2 separate regions of the Pan troglodytes genome follow, and region 1 is linked to region 2. Evidence: chromatin contacts called from public HiChIP or PLAC-seq data. All regions are on one chromosome and are shown on one strand. The core of a region is the stretch at or near the end of the contact, and the rest is flanking DNA. Distances in the headings are between cores, read along the strand shown.

Evidence for each region. HiChIP or PLAC-seq counts read pairs in DNA pulled down with a chosen protein or histone mark.
Region 1: a contact with region 2 is called in an H3K4me3 HiChIP or PLAC-seq map of stem cell-derived excitatory neurons, with 4 times the contacts expected there. The contact joins the promoter of DDX59 here to the promoter of CAMSAP2 in region 2. A contact is called at or near these places in 1 of 7 Hi-C or Micro-C datasets (stem cell-derived neural progenitor cells) and 1 of 1 datasets of contacts at active chromatin or transcription factors (stem cell-derived excitatory neurons).

What each region holds. Positions count from the first base shown.
Region 1 is chr1:48,422,225-48,425,352 of NHGRI_mPanTro3-v2.0_pri, forward strand. It overlaps DDX59 (DEAD-box helicase 59), which reads left to right and starts at 1,366. Exons shown (of 8, transcript XM_016935278.4): 1 at 1,366-1,504. It overlaps LOC134808431 (a long non-coding RNA gene), which reads right to left and starts at 1,507. Exons shown (of 3, transcript XR_010151307.1): 1 at 1,391-1,507.
Region 2 is chr1:48,352,688-48,355,896 of NHGRI_mPanTro3-v2.0_pri, forward strand. It overlaps CAMSAP2 (calmodulin regulated spectrin associated protein family member 2), which reads right to left and starts at 1,661. Exons shown (of 17, transcript XM_514085.6): 1 at 1,038-1,661. The coding sequence starts at 1,176.

The sequences.
Region 1 (3,128 bases), core at 116-2,615, 69 kb after region 2:
ATGAGCTTATATAATTGGAAAAGAGGAGGCTTTTAAAGAAAAAGATTCAGAATGATGAATACAAATTAGGTTCAAAAGTGACTAATTTTTATAATGGCAAAAGAAATTACAACAATTAGAAATGTCACAAAACCCAGGAAAAGAGTTCTGTTATAGGTATGTGACCTACGAACTTGGGAAGTCTGATACATTTAGTCTGTGTGGTTCCCATCAATAAAGAAAACACTTAAAGTGCATTTATAATCCTATCCGCTACAGTATTGAATACATTCCTGACAGGAGAAAACTTGCTTTTGACTAGGCAGTAAGAAATAAATGTTCTGTTACTACACGTAACAACTTGGATGAACCAAAAAAACAAATGTTGAGTGATAAAAAGCGAATTCCAGGCTATATGTATTTTTATAAAGCTCAAAAAGAAGAAAAATACACCAATACACAGGAATGCATCCAAATATGATAAAACCACTAAAAATGGCAAAGAGGGACAAAACTGAAGATAGTGGTGGTGAGCTAAGAGGCCAGGAGTAGAATCCTGGAGATGCATGGATACATGCTAAATACTGATAACGTGGTGGAGTGATAGTTTCATTAGCATACTTTAAATTTTACATATTTGGTAAATATGCTCTTTTGAATGCATCGAATATTACACTGAAAATATTTTTAAATACTTAAGGCACCTGAATATAAGCTGGCTTCCCTCCTTTCTCTCCCGTGCTGTCTCCTCTCCCCCATCACTTCTCAACTACAAGCTGCTTCGGACACGTGGCTCCAGAGGTAGGGAAATGTCAGCCCACAAGGAACAAGAACCGTGACTTGTGTTATTTTCTTGTTGGTGTTGGGGTGGGGGGAGGGGTGCGGTGGTGCAGGAAATATTATCCAGCTTATCAAATATGCCACATCAAGCTGACTCCGTTTAAATTTTGAGTGGTTCTACTAGCTAAAGCCAGAAAAGGGTTTTTGGGCCCAACGGGCAGAAGTGCCCCTCCCTTTTACACTCACACTTCCCACTTTCTAAGGGTGCCAGGCCCCCGCGCCGCCCTCCTGCTTCTTTCCGGACGGTCCAACTCTTTTCCACCAGTCCCAGCCCATTCGATTACGTAAATTCTTCCAAGAGGATTCCCAAACATGCCCCTCCGTCCAGAACTCGCCCAGTCCGGACCAGTTCCGAGATTTACCACCAGCCCAGAGCTGGGCGGGGGCGTGGAAAACGCGAGGAGCCTTCCCGCCCCTCTCCTTCTCCCTCCCTCCCTCCCAAGCCACTGCCGGCTCCCAGCCGAGCTCCGCCCCCGCGGTGGCCCCGCCTCCCCGCCGCCCGGAAAGCGGGCTGCGAACCCCTCCCAAAACCCGGAGAAGTGGATTCTACGCTCCGCTCCGCACCACCAACCCCGGGCCGCAGTCCTGACGAGCGGGTCAGGGCTTGTCGGGCGGAAGCCTGGCCTGGAGCCTGGAAGGGGGAGACAGCCCGAGCGGGAGCGGACGCGGCCTCAGTCCTGCGCGGGTAAGCGTGCCCCGGAAGCTCGGGCCCCTGGCCGCCCTGGTGCCCCTCCTCCGGGACCTGGGGCGCTAGGCCGCGGCGGCAGAACTGGTGTCCCTGCGCGGCCTTCCTCCCATCCTTACAGTTCCCCGTGTCCCAGGCCTCTACCCGGAACCGGAGCCCCGCCCGTCTCCTAGCAGCTCCGTGACGTGAAGCGCCTCGGGGTGCGGTGCCGCCGGGCGTGGGTGGGAGGCAACGCCCGAGGGGAGGGCCCGCCAGTGCACGGGGGTGCGGGGCGCGTTGGCGAGAATTGGAGGCCGCGCCGCCGCCAGCCGTCCGCCGTCCCGCCCAGCAGGAGCACGTTCCCTTTCGCCATTGGAAGACTTTGAGTTCCAAGCTTTTTCCTGCTCACATAGAGCCATCCCTGCCCCGCCCGCCACCCCCTGTACATTTTCGGAGATTTAGGATAGTAATTCTAGACCCTCGGTTGCATTTCTGTTGGAATTTTTCTGGAAGTTGGAATCTGGCAGTTTAAACAAAGAATTTTTTTAAGAAAAATATTAGTATATTTGATAGTCCCCAGATTAGGTTAAAAGCCTTATTCCCAATAACTGTAATTTTGCAAAGACATGTTTTTGGTGTAAAAAGGTATAGATATGGGTTGATGAAAAGAATCAAACTCTGAAAAATATTTGAAGAGATTTATTTTGAGCCAGATTCAAGTGACCATGGCCAGTGACAGTCCTCAGGAGGTCCTGAGAACATGTGCCCAAGGAAATTGGGGTACAGCTTGGTTTTATCTATTTTAGGAAGGCGTGAGACATCAAATACATTTAAGAAATACATTGGTTTAGTTTAGAAAGGCGGGACAACTCAATCGGTAAATGTAAACGTTATCTGGTTGAGGTTATCTAAAGACCTGGGATCCATAAAAAGGAATGTTCAGGCTAGAGATAAAGGATTGTGGAGACCAAGTTTTATTGTGCAGAGGAAGCTCTTAGATAGACTTTAGAGAGAGCAGGTTGTAAATTGTTTTATATTGGACTTAAAAGGGTGCTTGGCTCTTAGTTGATTGTCTCCTGGATCTGGGAAGGAAGGAAGGAAAACAAAGGGAGATGGGAATTCTCACCAAATGCAGATTTTTCCTGCAAGAGACTTTGCAGTGGGGTTTTAAGGTACGACAAGGAAATATATTTTGGGGTAAAACATTTTTATTTTCTTCCTTGTTAGGCCAGAGTCAGATTGGAAAGTAAGTCACGATATACAGGGTTAAATAAAACCCATCTGATGAGAATTTATGGTTTGTAGGGCATGACTCTCCAGACCCCTTAGAAAGGAATTTGGGTAAGATAAAAAATTAGAGCTTAGTCCTCATATGGTTGAGAGCTTGTGCTCTGGATCCACAGTGCCAGGGTTGTAACACTTAAGAATTGTGTAAGCTTGGACAGACCACTTAATTTCTTTTTTTTTTTTTTTTTTTTTGAGACGGAGTCTTGCTCTGTTGCCCAGGCTGGAGTGCAGTGGCGCGATCTCGGCTCACTGCAAGCTCCGCTTCCCGGGTTCACGCCATTCTTCTGCCTCAGCCTCCCGAGTAGCTGGGACTACAGGCGCCTGCCGCCAACGCCCGACTAATTTTTTTTGTTTTGTT
Region 2 (3,209 bases), core at 411-2,910:
CCTATATTTAACATGTGGAAATTTGTGAGTACTAGGGAACTTTTCAACAAATATTTCATATATCTAAACTTCATTAACTAGGGAATAGAAATCTTGTAAAATTACTCTTAAAAGTTACCAAATTACAGAAGCATCTTCCAATGAAAAGCAGCTCTCTAATTTTTTTAACATTTCACAACATGGGCTCCTAAAGCAACACTAAAGAATCATAACGGGAGGCCCTTTTCCTGTTATTTTGCAAAGACTGGGTTATGGAGGGAGTGTTTAACTGCTACTGTACTATACAATTTCTGTGTCAACAGCACACGCCTTCAAAAAACTCATCTATTAAAAAATTTCCCAAAGTAGGGAGTTTTTGTTTCTTTTAATTTATGAAGCCAAAATACATTTGGAAAAAAGAATATGCCTCACTGATAATATGAAATGAAAACTGCACCCTACAGTCAGCAAACTGAACACTGGTTTTAAATAACTGATTTAATAAGAACTTAACATGTGTGCAGAAGGCTGATACAGCCTTAAAGAATGACAACAAAAATTAATACCGCACTCGACACAGGCCACCTTACATCCAACGGAGCCTGAATAGCAGCCATCATTACAAATGTCAAAATCAATATAGTACTATGCACCATCCACCTTCTTGCAATAATAAAGAAACCAACTCAGATTTCTTGGTGGTGTAATCACAATTATGACTGAGGCAGAAATGTACGCAACACAATGAAGAAAATACCACAAATCAAAACCACTCTATGTAAAAACATAAAATTGCTCACTGGGGGGTGGGGGGGACATTTTGCCATCCAATAAAAGGAATCTGGCCAAATCCCACCTGACCATTCACGTGCCCTTCATTGAAGACCAAACCTGCTTTCCTTATTTCTCCTTTCTTTCTCTTCCTAGCCTCCCATCATCTCCCTTAACCTGTACGAGAAGACAGGCACGGGGAGGGAGGGATTCGAGAATCGGGAACAAAAACCGAGATGTGGACCACATCAGGAGGAAGAGGGGAGGGAAAGGGTGACACCACTAACCTGTCCCAAAGGCTTTGGCCACCAGCCAGGCCAGATTGCAGGCGATTTTGGCCCTGGAGAAATCATAGTGGTCAAAAGGCTTGATGGCTGGAACAATGAACGTCTTTCTCATCTCCCTGGGGTCTGCAGCATCCCCCATCTTTCACCGCGGCTCCTCGGGATGTCCCGGCCCTAACCTTCACATGGCGTGGCCTCGCCACCACGGGGGTCGGGAGGGAGGGAGAAGCAAGCTCAAACCATCGGGAACCGGGCGATGTCCGCCCGGGCGCCGACGGAGGAGAAGCTCAGCTGTCCGCGCCGCGCGCCTGCCGCCTCCCGCGGGAGCCGCCGCCGCCGCCGCTCCCGGGCATAGGAATGTGGCGGCGCCGTCTCCGTCCGTCCGTCCGCGCGAGGTCCGCCCCGTGCCCGCGCCCCTCCGAGCCACCCGCCCCGCGAGCCCGCGTGTGAGCGAGGCCGCCTCCCCTTTGTCTCGGTTTAGTCACACGGGCTTGGGGGAGGGTGGAGGCTGGAAGGGCCCGGAATTTTAAGGGAGGGGGGGTGGAGGGAGCCTTCAACAATCACGTTGTGGAAAATGTCCCCGCCATCGCGAGGCCCGCACGCCCTCGCCTCCCTCTCCCCTTCCCTCGGAGCGGGGAGACCCCTCAGGCCCCGGGTGGGCGGAGGGACGAGCAGGACGAGGGGGAAGCGCGGGGCGAGCTGGCCCACCCAGCGCAGCCCGGCCCCTGCCCGCCGGAGACGCAGCAGCGGAAAACGTCAAAATCACTGCGGCTCACAGGCCGCCGCCGGCCCGTCCCCTCCTCTGTGCTCCCTCCCGTCGCCGTCTCCTCCTTCCCCTGCCGCCGTCGCCGCTGCCGTCTCCCGGGTCTTCCTCCCTTGCTGACGGCGAAGGTGGTGGCCTGGGAGAGGCCGCGAATCCCAAGCTCTCAGTTCCTGTCTTATCAGTAATGTCCTTGTAATTTTTTCCTGCCCCCCTTTCTGCAGCTCGCTGGATCGTTCCCCCTCAGCCGCCGCCGCCGCCGCCGCCGCCGCCGCCGCTGCGGTTTTCCGGCTGCGGCACTGGATGAAGGAGCAGATGCGGGGACTGAGCATGCGCCCTCGCGCGGCTCCGACCCCCCACCCCCCCAACCCCCGCCCCCGCCCCCGCCCCCGCCCCGCTTCCCTCCCGTCTCCGGCCCACTGAGCATGCCCAGCCTCGCTCCCCGCCCGCGCCCGGGATTCGGGGCGGCTGCCTTTTAATCATCGCTCTGGAGTACTCGCTTCAGTGGACATCCTCCACGTCCCTGGCTTTTGGCTGCTGCTGCCTGCACTGCTGAGAGAGGAAAAGGAAGGAAGGGAGGAGGGAGAGGCCTGGCAATAGCTTTCATATTCTACTTACACAGTGCTTCATCGAAAAGAGTTGATATTTACTTAAAATGTTCATTATGTGACACACACTTTGCAGCGAACTTGACCTGCACTATCTCATTTAGCCCTCGCAATAATCCTGAGAGGTAGATGTCATTGCTGATTGTCCACGAAAGAGAGGTGGAGTTGATTAGGTCATACATGGAACTTAACCAGGATTGAGGATCTGTGGGGGCTCCAAACCTGTGTTAATTTCATGATATCGAGATATTTTCTTAACTCAGTGCTCTCCACTTAAATTTTATCTCTGAGAGGGCACAGGTCCAACAATGCCTCCCCATTCTCTCAGAAAAGAGCATAAATTCTTTCACAAAACAAGCTAATGCCCTTTGTGATCTGGCATCTACCGGCCTTTATAGCTTCATTTTGTCAGAACTGCTCTCTATTTTCTTCAATGAGCATGCCTTCTCAGATCTCTACCTCCTTGCTCAGGGTGGTTCCTCTGTCCACCCAGCTTACTCCTACTGCACCTTCAAACTCCACAGTAGTCACTTCCTCCATGAAGCCTTCCCTGACAGCTGCTGACAACTTTCCAGTCAGGGCTGTCACACAGGTGCCTCCCCTGTTGTTCCTGGAGCACCCTGTTCTTATTTCTGTCGTAGCATCTGTCACATCGTGTGGCAATAATCAGTTACTTGTCGGTTTTTCCCATTGATGACATGATGACAGGGTATATCTCCAGCAGCTATACGGTGCCCAGCCCCATAGTATAATTGCTCAATTAATGGACTACATGTGAATATTATCACATACTGAGCTTACTTAAAT